4 separate regions of the Mus musculus genome follow, and regions 1, 2 and 4 are each linked to region 3. The links are chromatin contacts, called in public Micro-C and promoter capture Hi-C maps. All regions are on one chromosome and are shown on one strand. The core of a region is the stretch at or near the end of the contact, and the rest is flanking DNA. Distances in the headings are between cores, read along the strand shown. Region 1 holds the start of Bloc1s4 (biogenesis of lysosomal organelles complex-1, subunit 4, cappuccino). Region 2 holds the start of Mrfap1 (Morf4 family associated protein 1). Region 3 holds the start of Wfs1 (wolframin ER transmembrane glycoprotein). Region 4 holds the start of Crmp1 (collapsin response mediator protein 1).

Region 1 (2,798 bases), core at 98-2,597, 240 kb after region 3:
GGTCCAGGCCATTTGGACAAAATACCCACTACAAATCCCATCAAGACAAGGGCATCTCTACTTTATGCCTGTCTTCACTTGACAATGTTGAAGAATAAGGCCCTAAGTTTCCCAAGGACCTGCCAGACTGCATGGGTCTCAGAGACGCCACCTTGGATGTTTCTATGAATATTAAGAATTTATTCCTACCTTGTTTTTGTGTTTGTTTGTTTGTTTTTCTGGTAGCATTGTGATGGAATCCATGCTTGGGTGAGAGTACTTCTTTTGTGAGGAGGCTGAGATGACCACTCGTTAGGTTGACTTTTGTGTTCCACTGTTCTTGCTTTTGCTTACAGTTTATTTTGCTATCGCTGGTAAGGGAAAAGAGGCAGGCTGGAGCCTCACATGGGTGCTGGTGGGTACTACACAGTGGATAGATGTGGGAACAAGTCTAAGAGAGCTGTGAACTTACTGTGAACTACGGATAGGCCATTGTGTGGGATGTTCTTCCCACAAGGTGGCCTTCTAGAAAGAATTACATAAACTGTGATAAGAGGATACGCAAGGACGTGCAGGAAATGCCCTGGCATGTCCCCGTTATCTCTGTGGGAAAGACAAATAGGAGGGATATTCTTGGCTCTTTTCACAAGACCAAAGATGATAACACCAGGTATATTTTCTGTACTTGTATTTGCTAAAACTAATCATAAATGTCACCTCATATTTTGCTTCCTTTAATAATAAAAATGAGAAGTTCTTTGTATTATTCTTGAGCTCAAACACCTGGAGTCCCCCAGTTCCTAGACAGGGCTTTGGAATATCCTTCCATCTACGGAGATTTAGCCTTGGCTGGCTACAGGGCAGGTGGAGCAACAGAGGTAACCTGCTGTGACGGTATGGACAGCCTCAGCTCTGCTTCAATGTATTTCTCTGACACTATCATTTGTCAATTTACCACCAATCTACCTATCATTCCATTATCTATTGATCTGTCTGTCTGTCTGAGACAGAGCCTCACTACAGGACCCTTGGTGGCGTGAAACTGGCCAGGCTGGCCTTGAATTTAAGAGATTTGTCTGCCTCTGACTCCTGAGTGTTGCTACCAAAGGCCTGTGCCACTGGTCTAATCTATTTGTCATCTATTATCTATCTGCCATCTACCCATCTTTCTATCTATCCTCTAATCGTCTGTCACCCTCTTTGGATTACTAACTTGTGCAAACTCTGCTGGCACACACTACGAACGCACCGACAAGCCAGCCAGAAGCACTGCGGGCTCTCTGGGCATGTGGATAGTAGGCTTGGCTACTTGTTAGGGGCGTGACGTCTTTAGGAGGCGCCGGAAGCAGGCATCTCAGACCGTAACGCAATCGCTCAGCACCGGAAGCGGCCGAGCGGGCCATGGAGGAAGGACCCGCCGTCGGAACCCTGTCTCGAGAGGTCTCTACCGAGGAGGCCGAGCCGTTGGGCGCCGCGTGGAGCGGGGACAGCGGCCACGTCTCGCAGAGCCACAGCAGCGCGTCCGGGCCGTGGGACGATGACGGCCCCGAGGACGCGCCGGGCCGCGACCTGCCGCTGCTGCGCCGCGCCGCCTCGGGCTACGCCTCCAGCCTGCTGCCCAGCGCGGGACCGAGGCCAGAGGTGGAGGCGCTGGACGCCAGCCTGGAGGAGCTGCTGGCCAAGGTGGACGAGTTCGTGGGCATGCTGGACATGATCCGCGGGGACTCGTCGCATGTGGTGGGCGAGGGCGTGCCCCGGATCCACGCTAAGGCGGCCGAGATGAGGCGCATCTACGGCCGGATCGACAAGCTGGAGGCCTTCGTGCGGATGATCGGGAGCAGCGTGGCCAGGATGGAGGAGCAGGTCGCCAAGGCCGAAGCCGAGCTGGGGACCTTCCCGCGGGCCTTCCGGAGGCTGCTGCATACCATCAGCGTCCCCGCTCTCTTCAGGTCGGCGCCCAGCGGGCCCCAGCGCGCGGCGTACGAGCCGCCAGTCCTGTTTCGGACCGAGGACCACTTCCCTGGCTGCGGTGACAGACCGCAGCTCTGAGCGTGTGCGCCTCCACCGCATGAGGACTCCAGCGAGACTCTTGTCCCAAGTGTTAAGAAATCCTGTGAACTGGCGTATGTGATGCCGGGATGTGAAAGGTTAAAGTTTATTTTCTGCAAACGACTTGACATCGTCAGTATTCGATGCCAAGAGTGTAGGTCTCTATGTCTTCCAGTTCGGATTCGAAAGCTCTTTGGTGGGGACCTGGGGAAGCCAACTGAATTAATTTATCGGTGCAATACGGCAGAGCTGTTATTTTTATGGCCTTTATTACAGTGAACAGTGTTTCCTTGTTAAGATTTATATATTTATATGATCAAAAGTGCCCAAGAAATTAAAGCTGTATTATTAAATCCTAACAGTGGTTCAGTTTTCTGTAGCCTTCTGGGATAGATAGTAAATTGTTTTGTATTATATTCAATTTTCTATGGTGTAGACTGTAAGCCAAAGGAAAGAAGACAGTTTCTTAAGATAGCAAACTGGGCGTTTTGTTGCAGGGAGTCCTGAAGTTGTATTTGACAGTTTGACTGGAAGCTTAGTTTATCAAAGCAAGAATATTAATGTATGGTTGTCAGTGTTCTATTTATAGCACATCAATTAAAATGTTAAATTTCTTTGGCAGAGATTTCCTTCTGGAGATTATTTACCATAGTTTGTTTGGAAATGAGCCTGTCGTTCATGTTTTTAGTAGTGGGGTAAGAAAAGGCAACTTCCTTCTTTGGAAGGTTTGTGTGAAGAGCCAACCTCGCTGCTCTTCTCACAGTTCTGCG
Region 2 (2,700 bases), core at 106-2,605, 190 kb after region 3:
TTGGTAACTCAGAGGGAATCACTAATGGGTACAATCCATGTGCAGGGTTTTGGGTGGATTCATGGGTTCAACTAATTTGCTGGGTTGTACAGTAGAAGCTGTCTTAGCCATAGAGATCACATTCCCACCAATTAAGACGGGAGGGAGGGGCAGAGTGAGAGGGTGAGGGAGGGGAAGGGAGAGTAGTAGCGAGAGGGAGAGAAAGAAGAGAATTTCCTGGGATCAATGTATACCAGCCTTTCCCCATGTCAGGGTTCTGCAGTCTAAGTATCCTGATGCAGTGTGCAACAGTATCCCATTGTCCTCTGAACCATTTGCTTATTCATGTTCTTACCCTGGATTATTTTTAAACAAAAGCCACTGAGTGTAGAGTCCAATTAAAGATATGCACTTTATATATGCCTATGGTTGGTTTTTGCAAAATGGTTTCACGACTTGTGGTTAGAAAACCAGTGAGATACATAGTTTAGATTCCTGAGAAAGTACTGTCTGATCGTAGACTAAGAATTCGGCATCTCCCCTTAAAGTTCAGTGTTGGTTGAGTAACAGTTACGCAAATGTAGTCGTCTGAGCCAACTTCTGTCCTTTCCACAGCAAGTGATCACCAACTGAATGTGACCTGGGGCCTCAGAAAGCATCAGACAATAGTTTCACCTTAGGAAGCCAGGAGCTCTGTCAGGTAAAAACACACCCAGCCACTCCGTCAATCAAGATATGATAATTCACTTAAACTAACCAAAGGGGCGGAGCTATGAGCAGGATGACTGTCCACACATGGCTTTCCAAGATTCCTCTTTCCCCAGTTTCGAAAAACTGTTTTTGTTGTTGTTGTTGTTGTTTGTTTGGTGGTTTTGATTTGTTTTGAAACAGGGTCTATGTACTGAACTCACTATGTACACCAGGATGACCTCAAACTCAAGGATCGGTCTGCCTGCCGCCTCTACCTCCCAGGTGCTGGAATTAAAGGCGGGCTCTTTTTCTTTTTTAAAAGTAAACTTGTCGGGTGCGGTGGCTCACACCTGCGACACGGGAAGCTACGGCAAGAGGACTGCCTAGAGTTCAAGATCAGTTTAAGCCAAATAATTGAGTTCCAGGCCAGCCTTGGCTACAGCGTGAGGTCCTGTTTCAAAAAGTAAATAAATAAAATCGGAATAAGATACAGGAAGGGACGAACTTCGCATCACCCAGAGCAGCTGCAAAAGCTGCGAAAGGGAGGCCGACCTAATGTCAGCGCGCGGCCGCAGAGGCGCTCGCCCCGCCCCTTCGTGGACGCGAGCGCGCCCGCCCCTTTCAGCGCGGCCGTAAAGAGGGGGCGCGGAGGTGTCGTGAAAGGGGTCGCAAAGCGCCGAGCGCTGGTTGACGGTTGAGACTCCATTTTGTTCGTCGCTCGCCCGCTCGGCAGTCACTCGTCTCCGTGGCTTCTCCGAGGCGGAAAGTTGGACCGGCGGCGGAAGTTTTGAGGACTCGGCCCGAGCTCCGTCCGTGAGGGTCGTGCAGACGAGCAGAGCAGCGGCGATGCGGCCCCTGGACGCGGTGGAGCTGGCGGAGCCCGAGGAGGTGGAGGTGCTGGAGCCCGAGGAGGACTTCGAGCAGTTTCTGCTGCCCGTCATCCACGAGATGCGCGAGGACATCGCGTCGCTGACGCGCGAGCGCGGGCGCGCGCCGGCGCGCAACCGGGGCAAGCTGTGGGAGATGGACAATATGCTGATCCAGATCAAGACGCAGGTCGAGGCCTCCGAGGAGAGCGCCCTCAACCACCTGCAGGGTGCCGGCGGCGCCGAGCCCCGCGGCCCCCGGGCGGAGAAGGCCGACGAGAAGGCGCAGGAGATGGCGAAGATGGCCGAGATGCTGGTGCAGCTCGTGCGGCGGATAGAGAAGAGCGAGTCTTCGTGAGGAGCCGGCCGCGGTAAGGGCGGGAGCCTGGCGGGGCGTGGGCGACGGTGGGGGAGGAGGCTGGCTTGTCGCCTCGGGAGTAAACTAGGCCCCCCCTGGGGAAGGAGTAATAGCAAATCGTCGGCGGGGAGACCGTGGAAGTTTCCAGATGGTGCTGGAGAGCATGGGGCCCTAAGTGAGACAGCGTCCAGAAGGGGGCCGGGTATTTGCTTTGCTGTCCGGACAGCGTGATTAACCTCTCGGTGATGAATCTCTCCCGCCCGTGCCTTAGGTTTCCAGCCAATGGATTCTGGTTGAGTGATGGCGATTGGCTGACATGACACCCTGGAGAAGCTGAAACCAGAGAGCCTTTTGTTTTCCTTTTTTTTTTTTTTTATCTCCTTCTTATTTTTTTTTCTTTTCCCCTCTGTCTTCCCTCTGTTTCTCACTGACACTACGTTTCTGCTATGGTCTGCGGTTGACGACCTCGATATGAGTTTTTGATTATTCGGTGGTTCCTTTTTTTTGTTTGTTTGGGGGAAATAACTTTGATTTGGAAAATGCGCTCACATACGGGAATTAGGGCCTAGATTGTAAGCCCTGTGGCAGTTGAATAACGTTCATTCCTGGCCTTTGGTTGTTGTTCCTAAATTTTGAGGTGCTTTGCTCTTTCTTGGGTGACCTGATAGCTCCCTGAACTTTGAATCTCTGTGACACTTGAGACTCAGAGTTGAAGCTCACCGCCTCTGAAAGTTCTGAAGGAGCTGTGTTAATTCTCGAAGACTCCATGCAGCAATGGCAGAAGAGACCAGACTTCATCCGGGACAG
Region 3 (2,940 bases), core at 410-2,909:
TGTGTGTGTGTGTGTGTGTGTGTGTGTGTGTGTGTGTGTGTGCTCCTCAAACAGTACTCCACATACCTGTATAACTTTCATGTATCAATTAAACTACATTTACATTAGCAGTAGCAGACGCTGACATTTGTCCCTAGCTGTGAAGTGTTTGGAGGAGGAGGAGCCTTTAATGGGTGGTTAGGCCATGAAGGGTGTTGATGTCTTTTGGAGGGGTGCATTAATTACTGTCATCTAATTAGTTACAAAGAGTGGCGCCTTATGTTTTCTACTCTTCTGGTGCCACCCACCTTTCTCTCTGTTTTCCTGCACACGTTGATGCAGGACAAGGCCCTTGCCATGTGCTGCCTGGTCCTGGCTTCTCCCACCCCCCAGAACAATGAACCAAATAAACTTCTTTCCTTTGCAAATTACCTAGTCCCAGATATTCTGTCATAGCAACAGAAAATGCATTAAGACAATTAGTTACCATGGAAATGTGAATTGCTATGGCAGAGGCCACGTTTCCTTTTCCATATTGGGAGAAGTTTTTTTTTTTTTTTTTTTAATGTAACCCCTCCAGCAGCTCTAGCAACTTGTTTTGGTAAGGCAAGGCTATAGTTCTGAAAAAGCCACTGCCATCTGGTGCTCCTGCTTCTTGAACTTGCCCCACCTCGCCCCGAAACAGCCACCCCACACTTAGGGGGTGAACCTGAAAATCTCTGCTTCTGAAAGGGCCCCAGATGGAGGCAGGACAGAGTCACTCTGCTGGGATAAGCTTCCTTCCTCTGTGAGCCTAGCTGGGGTACTTGAGATTAGACCCTGAGCAGGTGCAGAATCAAAGTATTTGGTTGTAGTGGTTCAGTGAGCAACCTCCTCCTGATAAGATGGTGATGCTGTCTCTGTCAGCCTGACCTGTTGGTGCAGATCACCGGGGCAGGTGCAGTGAGATGTGCGGTTCAGGAAAGGAAGGAGCACGGAAACAAGACTGTAGTTTTGATCTCCAAACCACACCTCTCAGACACTCCTGAGGAAAAAAAAAAAAAAAAAAAAAAAAAAAAAGGAGGGGGGAGGGGCTTCCAACTGCCTGAGCCTGGCATTATCGTCTGGCTAATCTTTAAAGAGTGCTGAACTGCTTTTGGGTTTGGGTTTTGATCATTTAAGGCAGTACTTGGTAGCACGTGCACACACACTTTTTGTACTCGCTGCTACACTGGGGAGTCCTCTGTGTATCTCAATGCGTCGGAATTAGGGCGCCTGGCACGAAGTGCGCGACCTTAGTCAGTATTGTAATAGCCGGTCTGAAGTCTGAAGATGGGGCCTCACGATGCAGAGGCGGGCCAAAGGTGGCGCGAGACTTGTTCCTGGGTCCAACCACCTGTTAAGCAGCAGGCTTACAAGCTTGGGTCAGGAAAGAGATGTCCTGGAGGCGGGGCGGCGAGGGGGCAGGGCCGGGGCCGAGTCCACTCGGAAACTTAAGCTGTGGGCCGGCCAGACCCGCCCTCTCGCCGCCATCTGTCCTCCTGGCGACCCAAGAGAGCAAGTCGCTGCAAGGCGAGGCGCTCCGTGATTCGCGACAGCACATAGTGATTGGCAGGCTTGCCGGCGACTTAACGAGCCGAGTCTCCCTGGGTCGCAGCAGGAATGGAGGGTGGCAGAGGCCCCGCCCAGGCCCCGCCCCCTTTCCCGGGGCCGCGCTGAATGTAGGGCCGCGCGCTCCGCCTGCTCAGCTGGCCGCTGCAATCTCCGCGGTTTCGGAGCAACTTCGCGGCGGGCTGGGAGGCCCAGCACTGCGGCCGGTAAGTTCTTCAGGGTCGTTGTGCCATGGCCTTGGCCTTGGCGTTGGGCGCGCAGTGTCAGGGAGGGTTTCGGAGCGCTGGGTGGCGCTGCTCTCCCGGCCTCAGTTTCCCCTGATGGGTGGCAGAGCCCCAAGTCCACTCCAAGTTGCTAGAAGTTGGAGGCCAGGACTCTCGCTGCTCCACGGAGCCCGAGGCGTCTACTGCCCCAACTGGGCCAGTTGTGCCCAAGCCGTGCGCCTCTCACTCAGCCCTGGAGTCCCGGCACTCCCGCAAATCTCCCTGCATGACCGCGCTGCGGATGGGGACAGCGTGTCGGAGAGGCTGCCCACGCTCCAGAGCTGCCCCATCAAGACCTACATCCCTGGACTCCCTACCCAGGACCATGAAGGACCTGATTCCTGGGGCGCGTGGGGGCTCAGCCCACCCAGGAGCCGTGTGTCTGTTTCTTTCTCTTTCCTGGTCCTCAGAAAAGGAGGTAGGAACCCTTGGGACCCGCCCATAGTTACCCACCCTATTAGGTACCTGCTGGCCATTGTGTGACCCCAGCTCTGGTATGCACCGCACCTAGAGGAACTTAGGTTCTGGTCAGATGAACTGGAAGCCTTCTGGAAAATCTGATCCTGCACTTTTGGGTGTGATGGAGCTGCGTCCTTTCAACGTATTTTGTTAGTTATCTTTATATGAGAGTCCAATAAAACAGCGTTTTAGTTTCTTGGAACTATCTCCCTGACACTGTCACCCTCCACCGTGTACTCGGGCCCCTAGTCCTAGGGGTAGGACTTACAGTTTCCATTGGACACAGAGGCTCAGTAGATTTGGGGCCTGGACAGGACCACACACCTAATGGACAGAGCTAATGAACCTCTACCCCCTCCTCCCACCTCCAATTCCCTCCCCCTCCCCCAGGCAAGCAGGTGCAGCCCTTCCTCTGTCACCTTGGACAAAGACCCCAGGTGGTTGGCTGGGACTTTCCTCTCTAGAATCCAACCCTCACTCGGACCCATGTCCTAGGCTCTTGAAGGCCATGGCGATCACAGGGGCTACCTCCCCAGTTCCCTCACCTGTTGACCTATGTCTCTCTGGTGCTGATGCCATTCGCAGGTACTTTTTCATCTAACTAGGAATCTAGAGAGAGTTTATGTTCCAATTTCTTCCTGAATGTTCC
Region 4 (2,875 bases), core at 179-2,678, 250 kb before region 3:
TTCAAACTCTTCCTCTGGGTTCACTTTCTCATAGTGTTAACGGAAAGGGCGAATTAATTAATTAAACCGAGAATGATGATAAAACTCCATAGCAAGCATTTATTGATCACTCTCGACCTGATTGAACTTAATTCTTGAAATGAGTCCACAGCTCTCTCTCCCCAGCCAGGGAACTTCTGGAGGGTGGGGCCAGGCTGCCGAGCCAGCCCAGCCCAGAGCTCAAGGGACAGCTTCCCAGAGCTGCTCCAACTTCTGTTTCCCAGACACGTGGCTCTGACCTCACCCACCCTGTCCAGGACTCTTCTGTCTGACCATCCGTATTCCCTGGTAAATTCCAACTTAGGGAAGAAAATCTCTAAAGCCCAAGCCCTGGTCATGTCTTTTCCTGAGGTCCCTCCTCACTTTCGGAAGTCGGGGAGTCCATACGCCTGGGTTCAAATCCCGGGTTCGCCTCCAATTTACACATCCAGGAGTGTCCTGGATGATTTCTTACTGCCCAGCATCTGAACCCTTAACCACATCGTCCCCCCAGGGAGGGGCGGGAGCAGCTGTATGAACAGAGTCATTCCGTGAACCTCTCCCAGAGCCAAGTGCAGCCTAAGCGTCCACGATCACTGGGTGAGCGGATAGATAGATGGAAGAAGACAGAGAATGCTCACCTTTTCACAGAACCCCAGAAGGTGAACGAGGCTTAAATTCACCTTACAGGTCCCTTAGCGGCAGCTGCAGCAACTTACTTCCCCTCTCAGAACCTGGCTTGGCTTTCTGAGGCTATGCTGGCCAACCCTGGCCTATCCTACAACCTCTCTGAACCTCTTGTAGGATGATGTGGGGGAGGGGCCGTAGCAGTCCCCCAGAACCTGGTGGCAGCGGGGCCCCCACACTCGCCCTCGCGCCACCCAAGCCCTGGGTCTCCAAGGGCCCCGCCCCCCACGTCCGGCCCACGTGCCCCGAGGGTACCTGGCCATTGTCCCGGCCGAGTGGCAGGTCGCGGGGCGCAGGACATCGGATGCGCAACGCTGGCGGTCTGTCATCGCGATCGCCTGGCGAACTGACAGCAGAGCCCGAGGGCTCGCTCACATCACTGGCCGTGTCTTCGCTGCCGCCGGGGCACGGCAGGCCCACGGCGTCGGGCCGGCCAGCGCTGCGTGGTGTGCGCGCGGAGCCGCGGCGGCCCACGCTGTAGGCGTCGAAGTCGATGGTCTTGTTCTCGTAGGCGCCCTCCACGGCGGCGAACATGCCGCCGTACTTCTGGCGCGGGGTCTGCGCCGCGCTGCCTGGCCGCGCCAGGTACACCGGCAGGTCGTCCTCCGTGTTCCACGCGCGCCGCCGCTCCGCCATCCCCGTCTCCGGCGGTCAGCTCTCGCCACCGCTGGCTCCGCGCTGAGCGCCTCGGTGCGGGCCCGCGGCGGCCCAAGCGCGACTGCGGTCGGGCAAAGAGGGAGGGAGGAAGGGCCGGGGCGTGGCCCGCGAGGGGCGTGGCCGGGGCGGGGCGGAGCCTACGGTGACCAAGACCAGCGCCACTGCCAGCTACAAAGGACCGTGGAGGCGGGGACAGCGGCCGGGGCGGGGAGGATGGTGACGTGCAGTAGCCGCAGCGCGGAGGGCGGGCGGCCGAGCCGCAGTGCCCTCCACGCACCCGGCTCTCCGCCTCTAGAAGGAGCGCAGGGCGCGGGCAGAGACGGGGTGGGGGCGGTGCGCGGGTGCACAACACACATACACACACGCACGTACACACGGTTAAGCTTCACCTCACAAACAAGAGTTGCACAGACATCAGCATGTCTGTACATGGTACATACACCCAAATCAGGTACCTCCGCGCTCCCTCCAGACAGCTAGCACACCATAGATACACACGCACACGCTCACACACGCTCGCGCGCGCACACCAGAGATTCCCTGTCAGGCAACCCCACGCACCACCAAAAATCATACAAAAATTAAATGATCTTAGATGCACAGTCAGAGGCATACACATCCAACTCCCCATTGGCTCACTCGACACTACTACACTGATTGCCTGATAGGATCTGGCACTAGTGTAGGTGCTGGGCACAGGACTAAGAGTAGAATGAAATCCCTGGTGTCAAGGGCCAGCTTCTAAAAGGTATGATAGAGAATGCAGCCTGCAGCACTCAGGAACAGAGGTTCCTATCCCATAGCAAGGAGGTCATGTTAGCATTACACTCCCAGACACTTGTCACTGAACCAATGACTCACACTCGTGCTGGATACACAGCCCAACAACATCTCAGGGTAAAGAATTTCCACACCACTACCAAAAGCAACCTCACAAAGGCTCCTTCACACACAGGCCTGTAGACTGCTGATAGGGAATTCGTGCACATCCCTACCAGACACGAGGGAAGGAAGAACTCTTGAACAGAACACTTAGGAAACAAATATGCAGGGATAGACACACAGGCAGTAGGCAATGACCCAGACGATAGCCTCCATCTATGGGCAGCTCCCACATCCTGAATACAGCCCACTCCAACTATGCCTGGAGCTTAATGTCTAGACTTGAGGGGCTTCTTTAACCAGGAAGAAGTATGGAGACTTGGGATCCCCTCATTTATTTATGACTTTCTAGCATAGGGGTTATGAGATTCCCTGGGGACCCAGGAATCTCAGCTGTGCTCTCTGGATGGAAGGCTCACAAGCTGCCAGCCCCCTAGGCAGACAAGTCCAAACTGGCAATCAGGATTGCTGGGGAACAGTAGGAAGCCGATTCAGCATCTGTCCCTTCAGTTAGCTTCCCCGGGCTAGGAGCTGTCCTTTCAGCACCCCACCAAAGGTCAGAGAAGTCTGTAGCCAACCTTGGAGAACTCCAGACAGACAGTAAACGTGACTGTTGAGACCTTAACCAGAG

Evidence for each region. Promoter capture Hi-C pulls out the DNA fragments that hold promoters and counts their contacts. Hi-C and Micro-C count contacts between places; a contact is called where the count stands out from the background. Capture Hi-C pulls out chosen DNA fragments and counts their contacts.
Region 1: a promoter capture Hi-C map of liver shows a contact between it and region 3, with 2.8 times the contacts expected there. The contact joins the promoter of Bloc1s4 here to the promoter of Wfs1 in region 3. A contact is called at or near these places in 3 of 39 promoter capture datasets (hippocampal neurons and liver), 4 of 484 Hi-C or Micro-C datasets (the N1E-115 cell line, cerebellar granule neurons, cortical neurons and 1 more) and 1 of 9 other capture datasets (liver).
Region 2: a Micro-C map of embryonic stem cells shows a contact between it and region 3, with 3 times the contacts expected there. The contact joins the promoter of Mrfap1 here to the promoter of Wfs1 in region 3. A contact is called at or near these places in 1 of 39 promoter capture datasets (liver), 6 of 484 Hi-C or Micro-C datasets (CD4 T cells, embryonic stem cells, neutrophils and 2 more), 5 of 115 datasets of contacts at active chromatin or transcription factors (effector CD8 T cells, embryonic stem cells, epiblast stem cells and 2 more) and 2 of 9 other capture datasets (adipose tissue and pancreatic islet).
Region 4: a promoter capture Hi-C map of adipose tissue shows a contact between it and region 3. The contact joins the promoter of Crmp1 here to the promoter of Wfs1 in region 3. A contact is called at or near these places in 3 of 484 Hi-C or Micro-C datasets (cortical neurons and embryonic stem cells) and 2 of 9 other capture datasets (adipose tissue and embryonic stem cells).

What each region holds. Positions count from the first base shown.
Region 1 is chr5:36,747,228-36,750,025 of GRCm38.p6, reverse strand. Bloc1s4 (biogenesis of lysosomal organelles complex-1, subunit 4, cappuccino) reads left to right here and starts at 1,347. Exons shown (of 1, transcript NM_133724.3): 1 at 1,347-2,652. The coding sequence starts at 1,381. The coding sequence ends at 2,028.
Region 2 is chr5:36,795,409-36,798,108 of GRCm38.p6, reverse strand. Mrfap1 (Morf4 family associated protein 1) reads left to right here and starts at 1,355. Exons shown (of 2, transcript NM_026242.3): 1 at 1,355-1,906; 2 at 2,165-2,700. The coding sequence starts at 1,516. The coding sequence ends at 1,893.
Region 3 is chr5:36,987,701-36,990,640 of GRCm38.p6, reverse strand. It overlaps Wfs1 (wolframin ER transmembrane glycoprotein), which reads left to right and starts at 1,659. Exons shown (of 8, transcript NM_011716.2): 1 at 1,659-1,775.
Region 4 is chr5:37,240,611-37,243,485 of GRCm38.p6, reverse strand. It overlaps Crmp1 (collapsin response mediator protein 1), which reads right to left and starts at 1,428. Exons shown (of 14, transcript NM_001136058.2): 1 at 961-1,428. The coding sequence starts at 1,341.